3 separate regions of the Mus musculus genome follow, and all the other regions are linked to region 2. A link is a contact called in public Hi-C data. All regions are on one chromosome and are shown on one strand. The core of a region is the stretch at or near the end of the contact, and the rest is flanking DNA. Distances in the headings are between cores, read along the strand shown.

Region 1 (3,503 bases), core at 376-2,875, 160 kb before region 2:
CAAACCATATACATAGCAAAAAAAATGTTTGGCACCAGTCACTAGACTCTATGAATTGACTCTCATTTTTTCTGGCAACCTCTTGTTCCCTGAAGGTGCCACGGCTTCCCTGCAGGAGTGACCTGACCTATCAGGAGCAGGAAGGAGATCTGAAAGTGGCCTGATGGCCCTCACGGCCCCTGAGCCGTCCAACACGTTACTGGATTTCCTGTGCACTCAGTGACTCTCTGAGTCCAGTGACTGGAATGGCGTACCAACTTGGGGTCAGAGACTTCCTGGAATGTACTTGGCACCCACGTCTCCTTTTCTGTTTATAGGAACAGGGTTTGAGACTTGAAAGTATCAAGAAGAGAGACCACCAGGAAGGCTCAGAAGAGGAAGCAGCAATTAGGGACCGAGGTTGGCGCTGGCAGGGGTTGATTGTAGAGCTTCTCTCAGGGACTCAGCTTGGCCTAAACATCAGGGTACCGGGGGTGATTGGACCTCAGGACCTTACCAGCTGCCCTAATGGTCCCGACTGTCCAAGTCTCTGATTGGTTGCTCTGTGTTCTGACCCATCCCTCAAGTTCATAATCACAGGTTCACACCCTACAGGTAGTTAGTTTCCTGTGGCTGTGGCATCAAAGCTTTCCACACTAAATGGTCTAGAATATCCCACTCTTATTCCCCCAGAGCCAGAGGCTAGAAACAGCCTCTAGGTGTTTAAACAGTGTTGAACACTGTGTGAGGTCTTCAATCACTCTGCACCGGGTTGCTGAAGCATACTGGCTGGTGAGAGCCTCAGGGGTTACCCTCCATGCCTGGCCCAGACCTCCTGGAGTATATTTTCCATTATGCGGTTTTCCTTCTACCTTCTACCTGCAGCCTTCTTTAGGTGCCCATGATGGGTCGGCTGCACCTGCGCACACGGGGAGTCAGATCAGGGTTATGGCCTTCCTATGGTGGAATAGGGTCTATTGTATCGACACCTTGGGCTTTATAGGAGCTGTGAGAGAAGGAATGGGGGCCTCTAGGTAAGGTCATCTCTTGGTTCCAGTGCAACCAGGACTATCCCACTTTCGGCATTTAAAGTCTGTAAGCGCTGGTCACAGACACCTCAGCCAGACTCCATTACTGAGAAGGTAGCCTTTCTGGGCACCCCTCCTGCCTCAGATATTTGGTTTAGTGCCACTGCAGAGGTGATGGGGGTGGGAAAGAAAGCCTGGTGTGGCTGTTACTAATGATCCTGCACTGCTGAGGAGGGGTCCTGGGGTCTTTAAGGCCCCACGGATATTGCAGACACCCCATCTCTCTCACATGCACGGACTGCTGACTGCAGTGCATTTGTAGCCAAGAGTGTGGGTGGCGGGGCATCTCAGACATTACCCCCTTTTCAGTGTGCTGGTGTGTGTGTGTGGGGGGGATTCCTGGAGGGCTTCACATTGGCACCGTGCAGGAAGCTGTGATGAAAGGCAGCCATGAAGACATCATAATCCACAGCTGGGAACAGGCATATGGAGCTGGCATCCTGCCTGTCCCCATCCGCATGATGCCAAATGGCTCCTGGATCTACACAAACAGCCTGTGTCTGGGGTCCTCCGTGGAGTCCATAAACCCTGGCGTTTATGTTTCAAAGGCTTGAGGCAGTATACGCCTCCACAGACAGGTGGTTCAGCCGGAGTTTCTTTTTCACAGGGTCCTGCTGCTTGGTGTAGATGTTTTGATGAACGTTTCCCACCGGCATGGAACCCGTGGGCAATGAAAACCTACAAACCCTCCTGAACTCACCCCATCTAGAAAGTGGTCAGACAATGACTAAATGTAATATCAGATTCTTCCCCCCTTGACATTCAGAGCTGCTCCAAAGTGGCTATGGGGTCTGTCTGCGGCCTGGGGGAAGGGTGACCTATCACCCGGATAACATCCTCGATCTGTTACAGAGTTGCTGTTCTTGACCTGTTACAGAGTTGCTGCTCTTGGAGGTAGAGCATGCGCAGACCAGAACAGTGTCTTCTGCAGTGCAGAAGATTCAAGTCTCAACAAACACCCGCTGCCTAACAGCACTGGAGAAGGCCAAGACAGGAAGGGAAAAGGAAATTCCTCCTAGCATGTGGGATGAAATCCATCCATCAGCAAGCAGAGGGTGAAGGGGTCACGCGAACGTTCCATCTGGCATTCCCATTCCCGTATAATGTAAAGCTATTGTAGCTTTACAAGTCAGAGGGGCCCAGCTTTGTGGCTGCACCTCCAAATCACCGCCCCCCCCCACCAGAAGTGAAGAAGAGTTGCCAACGATGAAAATACCTGGTTGCGAACTTGGAGAGTCATCGTTGGTCTTGTTTAGTTGCTGGTGGACACATTAACAGCAGGGCTGCACGGGGACAGCGGGGAGGTGGAGGAAACCTGGACTTGGGACAGGGTTTAAGAGTGAGTGTCTGAGGATGACATGGGAGGCCTGGGTGACATGGAAACTGGGTAACCTCTGAGGAAACTCAGTGCTGTAAGAAAAGCATGTGACCTGCACGTATAGAAATGTCATGGGGAGGCCCATCACGCTGTACAATGACCAAGTCGATTTAAATTTTAACGAAAGGCAGACCACATACCAAAAAGAGAAACTAGAGGGTATATAATTTAGGATTTCTAAAGGAAATCTGGTAACAACAACAACAACAACAACAAAAACAATCCTGTCAGTGAGTTTTCAGGTCTAAGACCAGGGCCTCTGGCCCCTGAACTTTGTGCTTAGTGTCAGAAGTATGGTCAGTCTGTGGGTTACCTCCAGACTTCCCATCTTCCCAAGTGAAAGAGGAACAATGGAGGAAAAAATGCTGGGTGGGCAAGATAGCTTAGTGAGCGAAGGTACTTGCTACCAAGTCTGAAGACCTGAGTTTCATTGCTGGGACCCACATGGTGGAAGGAGAGAACCAACTTCCATGAATTGTTATCTAATTTCCACATAGGCATCTACACACATACATACATTCAAAACAAATGTGATTGGGGGGTGAAGGAGGGAGGGAAGGGGTGCACGCATGCGCTGTACGTGAAGTGAGAGAGTGGAGACCAATATGATTTGACAAGACAGCGAACTTGTCCGATTTCGGCATCTGAAACCAGGTGGCCTGGGCTTCGCTGGGCTCAGGTGTTTTTACTGTAACAACAGAAATGAATTAGATAAACAAAGCCAAGCTCTCAAGAAACATATCAAGTTTAGCCACTTGGAGCTGCTGTATTTGTAGGCCGAGTTTATATGGTTCAACTTAATCCCTCCAAAGTACACCGCCAGCTACGGCGGTGAGCCTCAGGTTCAGCTACAGGAGATGCTCCGCTTTGAAAACAAACAGAATTTAAAAGGGGGCTAGGCGGTCCCCCGGCTCATTGAATTGAAATCTCCAAAGCTGGAGCCCAAACAAGAGTCTCCAGAACTCCTGAGACCTTTCGACTGGCCAGGACAGCTGAACCGTTTCCAAGCTAGAGTGTGGGGTTTCCGCTAACCCGTCCGTCCGTCCGTCCGTCCGTCC
Region 2 (3,566 bases), core at 997-3,496:
ATGCAACAGAGCCTGCCAATCACAGATGGACACCTCTGAGTGTTCACATATACCTTTCCTATCGTCAGTTGTTTTCCTTGGATCTTTTTCACATTGACAGAAAGCTAATTAACACGTGACAGAATCTGATGATTGGGTTCTCTATAGCAAGACCTGCCCCAGGATGGTCACATCATCTGCATCTCTCCTGGAGTTTCATCGTGGAATTGGAAGTGTGAGGACTCTTGTTTTAACACCTTGCTACACATAATATGTAAACTTGTCTCAACACTAAACTATACTTACATTATCATAACATTGTACAAGTGATCAAAACCGATGGTGACATCACACTTCAAGAGGTGTGTTAGGGAGACAGGACCCTAGCTGCCCCTGCCAGTCTGAAGGGTGGAGCTCTAGGGTCCACTGGGGCTTTATAAAGCAGGACATGACATCATTGGAGGATATCAGGAAGTTCCTAGCCATGTTGAGGAGGCTACACTTGTGAATCTTCCTCCCAGTCCTAGGGCCCAGAACCCACAGGGCAGCCAAGACATCACAGCTGAGACCTGGACCGTGTATCAGGTGGAGGCTTTACCCTCCAAACTCACAAACCAGACACACATGGCCACAGGATGGCCCCTCTCCTTCTCCCCTTCCATCATGGACTCATTCTTGAATGCGGATGTGCACCTAGTGGGTGAGGCCTAAATCCCATGCTACTTCTCAACAGCAAGGAAGACCTAGAACATGGTGTTCATAGTTTCTATCTTGGAAACCACAGAGGAAATTACCAAGATGTGAGGCATGTTCAAAAAAAAAGAAAAAAAGAAAAAAGAAAAGAAAAGAAAAAAATCAAGCTTCTACAAATAACGAGTGTCTTTGTCAAAGCCAGCAGATGGTGGAAATGGGACACTCCCCAGACTGCAGGTCAGCATTTCACCTAGAAAGATGATGGTAAAGACAGGATGAACTGTTCTGGGGTTAAAAGTCCCAGGAAGACACGTGGGGGCAGGGAGGTAAGTCAAGGACACAAACTATGTTTCACAGTTCTTAGAAAGTGTCTTCTTCATAGCTGTGCAGGTGATGAATATAACTTTAAAATAAATATAAAGGTGTTAAAGAGATCATATTTTATGTTCTCCTTAGAGAGACAGCCCTGCGCAGGTGGCTTTGTATAGAGCCACCTGCCAAGATACGTGGTCGGATGACAAATAAGTTGTGTTCTGCCATTCTATCCCAGTTGTCCATGGTCTGTCCAGTTGTCCACAGTCTGTCCACAGTTGTCTGTGGTGAGGGGCAGCCATAGACTTTAACAATCAGTGTCAGATCAGGAGGGAGGGACATGGAGTGGCTTTGGGTGTTCTGCACTTGTTTATTTGGGTTCTGTTGTTGTCTTCTTTTTTGATATATATATATATATGATCTTCATGTGGTTTTCCCCTTTTAAGAGTCTATGATCTCTTCCCAGGGGTCAAAAACTTCATAACACATTCTTTATTTCCCCCTAATCTACCGTAAATATGAGCTTCATATTGAGACATAAAAGAGCACTGTAATACCAAGGTATCAAGGTCATAGACACTTATGAAGGAGGACTTCTATTTGGTATGGCCATGGCTTTAGAAATACCTGAGAGTTCACTGTGGCTTTTTCCTTATTGAGCATCGGGGTGGACCCAAGATTGGTTCCATACTCTGTTACTGTCCTCTCAAAAGTCTTAGTACTTTTTGAACCAAGGACCCCAGTGATTTCATTTGGCAGTGGGTCCGGGGAATCGGACAGCCACTCCCACATAACCCAGCGAGTGCCAGGCCTCACTGCTTAAGGCTTGTGCCAGAATTCATGTCTTCCTGTTCTCACCATCCCCTCCTCATACTCCTGAACTTGCTTACCGACATTTCTGTAGAGCTGTGGCCATGCATTTTTCTGAAGACAATCTTCCTGGTTTGTTTTTAGCAGGGTCTCCAGATTCTAAGGGCAGGGTGGGTGACTCAGCAATAGGGCACTGTACCAGCATTGCCGGGGCCCTGGGTTTTATCTGCAACCCAGGGACAACGTTCTGTGACCCTCAAACGTGCCAGGAACTTTGACCTTCTCTTTCTTCTTTCAGAACTCGTCATAAAGGTGAGCATTTTCTGTGCCACTAAATCTTGAAGGTGGCAGATGGCACATTAATTATAACTCCATCAAGGGCCCTCTGTAGGCTGAGCCATGTGCTTGCATTTCTCAACACCAGGTGTCCCTTGCCATAGAAGAGGGCGCCAAGCAGTCAGCACACTCCCTTTGTTAGAAATGGCTGGAAAGATGTGGCTGTTGGCCGAGTTCTCAGACCCAGTAGTGAGTGCTTTCCAGCAAATTTCTCCACACTGTAGCTCTCTGTCTAAAACGAGACACTTTGGTCATGCAGGCCAGAGCATCAGAAAGGAAATTCGTTTACTACAGTATGGCTTTAAGAGTTTTTTGTAGCCGAATCCTTCAGCACCAGTACATTCTGAAAGCCAAGACTCACCCACCCAGTGTTAAACCTGGCAGCACTCTCAGGACGTTAGGCCTGCTCTTGGAGACGGGCTGCACTTCAGGAAGCTTTTGCCAGTTTACATAGTGTTATGATCGCGATAAATTAAATGGACCCTTTGAGATCGTTCTGTCCCAAACCCATAGACTGGTTTGCTTAACAAATGCCCCGCCCCCTTCGAAAGCAGAACAGGAGGCGGAGCCTCACTCGGGTTCTCCGTGTAGTGGGAGAACGTCTGCAGACACTCTGTATCAGAATGTAAGACGAAATGTCTCTGGCCCAGTTCCCAACAGAACCCTCATTTCCCTATGAACCCTCCTGAGCCTCAAGACCCAGACCTCCGCTGTCTGCTTCCCTAGGCATTCAGTCCTCCACACTCCCACCACAACGGTGGTCCCGTAAGTTCCTCGTGCAATTCTGGGGCCTCTCTCACCCACAGCTCCAAACGCTCCCACACTTCATCTGCAAACCAGATTCAAAGACCTATGAGCCACACGGTCGGGTTTGCAAGAGTCATGTTCTGCCCCCTGTATTGTTACTTTCTCTCTCTCTGATGCTGCGCATCGAACCCAGAGTCTTCTGTGCGCTAGGCAAACCCTCTCCCACTAAGCTGCATCCCGACACTACTTTTCTCGTTGCTTTCACCAAGAATCAATTTAAAGGTAGAAAAAAATCTTCTTGGGCTCACAGTTTGAGAGGATAATTCTACTGGAGAGGAAGGCATGGTGGTGTCAGGATCTTGGAGACCACAACAACAGAGGTAACCGAAAGGAGTAAGAAGATAGTTCAGTTTGACACTACTCAGTAGCCAGTGTTGGATCAACTTCTAGAGTCTGACCCCAACTTGTTTATTTTAGGTGTATTTAAACAGCACCGTTTGGTGATAATTAACTCAATCCCATGTACACAGCAAAGCTTAGGACACAATTACACTGAACTCCGTGTAAGGTACGTGCGGCATCTCCCATAAAGATACATTCTATAAATTGATGACATGTGACACTTTATATAAAGATGGTTTCTATTGGCTGACAAGCTCACGATAAGGGATCTGGGGTGGTCTCAGTGA
Region 3 (3,545 bases), core at 979-3,478, 180 kb before region 2:
AGCTTGCTCCTGCAGCTGGGCTTTAAAACGTTACTCAGTGAAAAGACCCTGAGGTGGATGGAGCTGATTCTTTATCAGCTTGGTGCTCTTTCCCCCAAGGGTCGAGCCTCTGGGCGGGGGGAGGGGGGGGGACGGGGGGGACGGGGGGTTGCCCTCTCTTTCCTGGGACAGTTTACAAACCCAGATGCTGGTCAATGCCAACTCGAGATGGGAAGTCTGGCCGCTGGCTAGTTGCCTTTGCCTCACAGTTCTGTTTGAAGTTGCCGAGGCTGCCTTGATTTTAAAGCCACAAGGGAGGCTTGAAAAAAGGAGGGGCACCTACAGCCTGGATGATCCTGGAAGGTTTTGCGCTAAGGGGAAAGAGCCAGTCTTCAAAGTTCAGCTATCCTATGAGACTATGTGTGTTCCTGCAATGGCCAAGTTCAGGGAGCTGCAGGTGGAATGGGGTTGTCAGAGTGTAGGGAAACAAGACAGAATGGATGAGTCTTCAATGGCAGCATTATTTCTGCAGGATAAAATAGCTGTGTGTCTTTGCCAAACTGTTGAGTGAAAGAAATTGAGCTGGTAAACTTTCTGTTACATATATATATATATATATATATATATATATATATATATATATATTTTTTTTTTTTTTTTTTTTTTTTTTTACCATGGCAAACTTGTAAGAAAGTATCTGAGAGGACCCAAGTCTTTCCATAGTTAGCAGTTGGAAGGAAGATCAGATATGTGGGTGTTCAGTAAGCCAGACTCTGTGGACGTTTTAGCTTTTAGTGGATGTTCTGTTGAGCAGCAAACCTCTGTTCAAAAGCCTCTGGGATTTTCAGTTACCAAAATAGAGTGGCTGTTGAATTGGGTTAGCCTGGTGCCTCCTATACCCTAGAAAGACTTGTGGGGTTCTGTGGGGCCTCAGATGTTCTGGCTGATTCTTCCTCTAACTAGACTAGGGTGTTTGCTTCCTCCTGCTTGCATTAGTTTGCTTGTCTCAGTTAAGCTGGTGGCTGGGGGTGGTGGCTGGGGGTGGGGGGTGGTGGTTGGGAGGGCATGAACACAATGGCTGTGTGTGCTCTTTCTGAACCTATTTTTCATGGTCTTGTTTCCTTGGTATGTAGATTCCTTCGTCTGCCGCAATCTTTTCCGAAAAACCTCTGATTCCAATTGTGTGGCTTCTTCTTCCATGGAATTCATCCCTGTCCCACCTCCCAGGACACCAAGGATTGTAAAGAAACTAGAGCCACACCAACCAGGGCCGGGAAGTGCCAGCATCCTCCCCAAGGAAGAGCCCCTGCTGCTGGATATGGTACGCTCCTTTGAGTCTGTGGATCGAGAGGACCACATAGAACTGCTGTCCCCTTCTCACCATTATAGGATCCTGAGCTCGCCTGTGAGCCTGGCTCGTAGGAATTCTAGTGAGAGGACACTCTCCCAGGGGCTGCTGTCCGGAAGTACCTCACCTCTCCAAACTCCACTGCATTCCACGCTGGTCTCTTTTGCCCACGAAGAAAAGAACAGCCCCCCGAAAGAGGAGGGTGTGTGTTCACCGCCTCCCGTTCCCAGTAATGGCCTCCTGCAGCCTCTGGGGAGCCCCAACTGTGTGAAGAGCAGGGGACGGTTCCCCATGATGGGCATCGGACAGATGCTGAGGAAGCGGCACCAGAGCCTGCAGCCTTCCTCAGAGAGGTCCCTGGACGCCAGCATGTCCCCTCTGCAGCCCACAGCCCCCTCCAGCCTCTCCTTTGACATGGCCGACGGTGTCAAGGGCCAGTGTTAACCTGGGATGGCAAGATTCTGGGTCTCTGTGAGGACAGCCACGGAACAGGGCTCCACACAGGCAGGCACCAGGGCATGGGTGAACAACCTCACGGGAGCATCCTTTATTCTTTTATACCTGCCACACAAAGTCCCACGCTTGTATCAGCTGAAGTCCACAGACTCAAAGTCCACACACTTACTTAGGGACCCTCTGAGACGCTGCGACTAGGGGGAGGGGGAGGGGGCGAACTGTGGGAATCACACCTTCCAGCCTGAGATTTTCTTTGCTATATCACCAATCACTGAGCCCTCTCCAGGATCCCCCCAGTGGGCTCAGAGCTAAAAACCACACCTCCATCTGCTGGGCCAATCAGATTTCCAGACTGGTACCAGGTTGTCCCTCCCCTCCGCTCTGTGTGTCTCTCACAGTTCTGTAACTGACCGTCAGTGGTCAGTTACAGTCTCACGCGGACGTGCCACTCGCTGGTAAGGACGTTCACCCAACCTAGGGATCCCTCTACAGAGGGAAGCAACCCCCCTTTCCCTAACAGTGAGTCCCCACAGAGTGCTGAGTCACAGTGCTGGACCGGGAGGAAGATGGGATGGCGCCTCAGACAGAGATGGAACCCAGCAGAGAGAACCCAGGAGGAAGACGAAGACTCATTAAACGCTCATTCCTGTGCAACGTTTTGACAGGTTTTTCTTTCCTCTCTTTCTTTTTCCCCTGACCTTTTCTTTTTGGGTTGAAATTTGCTGAGGATTGAACGAACTTGTCCAAAGAGATCTTTCTTTATATGAAGTCATTAATTAAATTTTTTTTTTTTTTTAAAGACAGGGTCTCATTAAGTAGCCCAAGCTGGCTTCAAACTCATGATCCTCCTGCCTCAGTCTCCAAAGTGCTGAGATTACAAGTATATATCCGTGTCTGGCTCAAAATAGCAATTCAAAAACAAAAACTAGTTGGCCAGATGAAAAGTAGTTTTACCAAATTCACGTGTTTTTGTTTTTCTGAGAGGCTGCAGCTCAGATGGCCGAAAGGCTGGCTTGGGTGGCAACAGGAGGACCACAGTGGCCTGCCTGCCTAAGGGATAGTAGCCTAGCCATCCTGTGTTTATACCGTGGCAACAGCAGAAGGCATAGAACTTAGCTCCAGATGGCTCTGGAGAGAGAGAAAGGATTCTTAAAGCAGAGTTGAGACAGCAAGAAGCAGGGAATTCGCTGTGTCATGCTGTTCTGCCGTGGTTAGAACTTAGCTGTTCTGCTGGGAGCTAGGAGCAGGCTTGCCGCCCCCTGGGAACACGCTCACAAGACGGTTCGTCCCCAAAGGAAACAGTGCCCCCCAAACAGGCTTTCAGTCCATGCTGTAATCTGCACCTTCCCCTCCAGGATTGAACCAAAGATGCATTTCCGGTTTTGTGACTGTGCCACTCTGTGTGTCTCTTGTGGAACCTGGTGTTGTCTGATCCTGTCCGGCTGGCGCTGGATGGAGGACTGTCTCTGTGTGCATCGTGGGCCCTGGTACTTAGCAGAGGACAAAGGGCACTGTTGTCAGGAGGGGAAGACTTGGCACGGGCTGGACCACAGTTAGTTTAGAAGTTATGGAACAGCTCAGAATCTTCTGGCCTTTGACTATTTCAGATGGGGTCAGAGACCAGAGCTGTAGCCAGGAAGCCAGGTTCATCATCTTGGTCCATCGATTCTAAAGTGGGCAAATTTCTGTGACGTCACAAAGCCGGCCTTTGCCAGTGAGGGCTGAGACACAGTACAACTGCCTCTCATTTACTGGTGGCGGG

The links. A called contact is a pair of places that touch in the nucleus more often than the background predicts.
Region 1: a Hi-C map of cerebral cortex shows a contact between it and region 2, with 2.3 times the contacts expected there. The contact joins two enhancer-like sites. A contact is called at or near these places in 3 of 484 Hi-C or Micro-C datasets (cerebral cortex, embryonic stem cells and nephron progenitors), 1 of 115 datasets of contacts at active chromatin or transcription factors (fibro-adipogenic progenitors) and 1 of 9 other capture datasets (embryonic stem cells).
Region 3: a contact with region 2 is called in a Hi-C map of cerebral cortex, with 2.0 times the contacts expected there. The contact joins two enhancer-like sites. A contact is called at or near these places in 3 of 484 Hi-C or Micro-C datasets (cerebral cortex, lens fibers and nephron progenitors) and 1 of 9 other capture datasets (embryonic stem cells).

What each region holds. Positions count from the first base shown.
Region 1 is chr16:90,516,951-90,520,453 of GRCm38.p6, forward strand. It overlaps Gm41490 (a long non-coding RNA gene), which reads left to right. Exons shown (of 2, transcript XR_876228.2): 2 at 96-591. Among named protein-coding and RNA genes, the nearest start is that of Gm35939, 6.3 kb to the right of the region's middle. Within about 2 kb of position 1,626, at least 28 of the 459 cell types and tissues checked have an H3K27ac peak or open chromatin away from gene starts, as enhancers often do. A contact at or near this core is called in cerebral cortex, where this site is marked.
Region 2 is chr16:90,671,480-90,675,045 of GRCm38.p6, forward strand. No RefSeq gene overlaps it. Among named protein-coding and RNA genes, the nearest start is that of Gm36169, 4.2 kb to the right of the region's middle. Within about 2 kb of position 2,247, at least 15 of the 459 cell types and tissues checked have an H3K27ac peak or open chromatin away from gene starts, as enhancers often do. A contact at or near this core is called in cerebral cortex, where this site is marked.
Region 3 is chr16:90,494,978-90,498,522 of GRCm38.p6, forward strand. Hunk (hormonally upregulated Neu-associated kinase) reads left to right here. Exons shown (of 11, transcript NM_015755.2): 11 at 1,113-3,545. The coding sequence ends at 1,771. Among named protein-coding and RNA genes, the nearest start is that of Gm35882, 12 kb to the right of the region's middle. Within about 2 kb of position 2,229, at least 37 of the 459 cell types and tissues checked have an H3K27ac peak or open chromatin away from gene starts, as enhancers often do. A contact at or near this core is called in cerebral cortex, where this site is marked.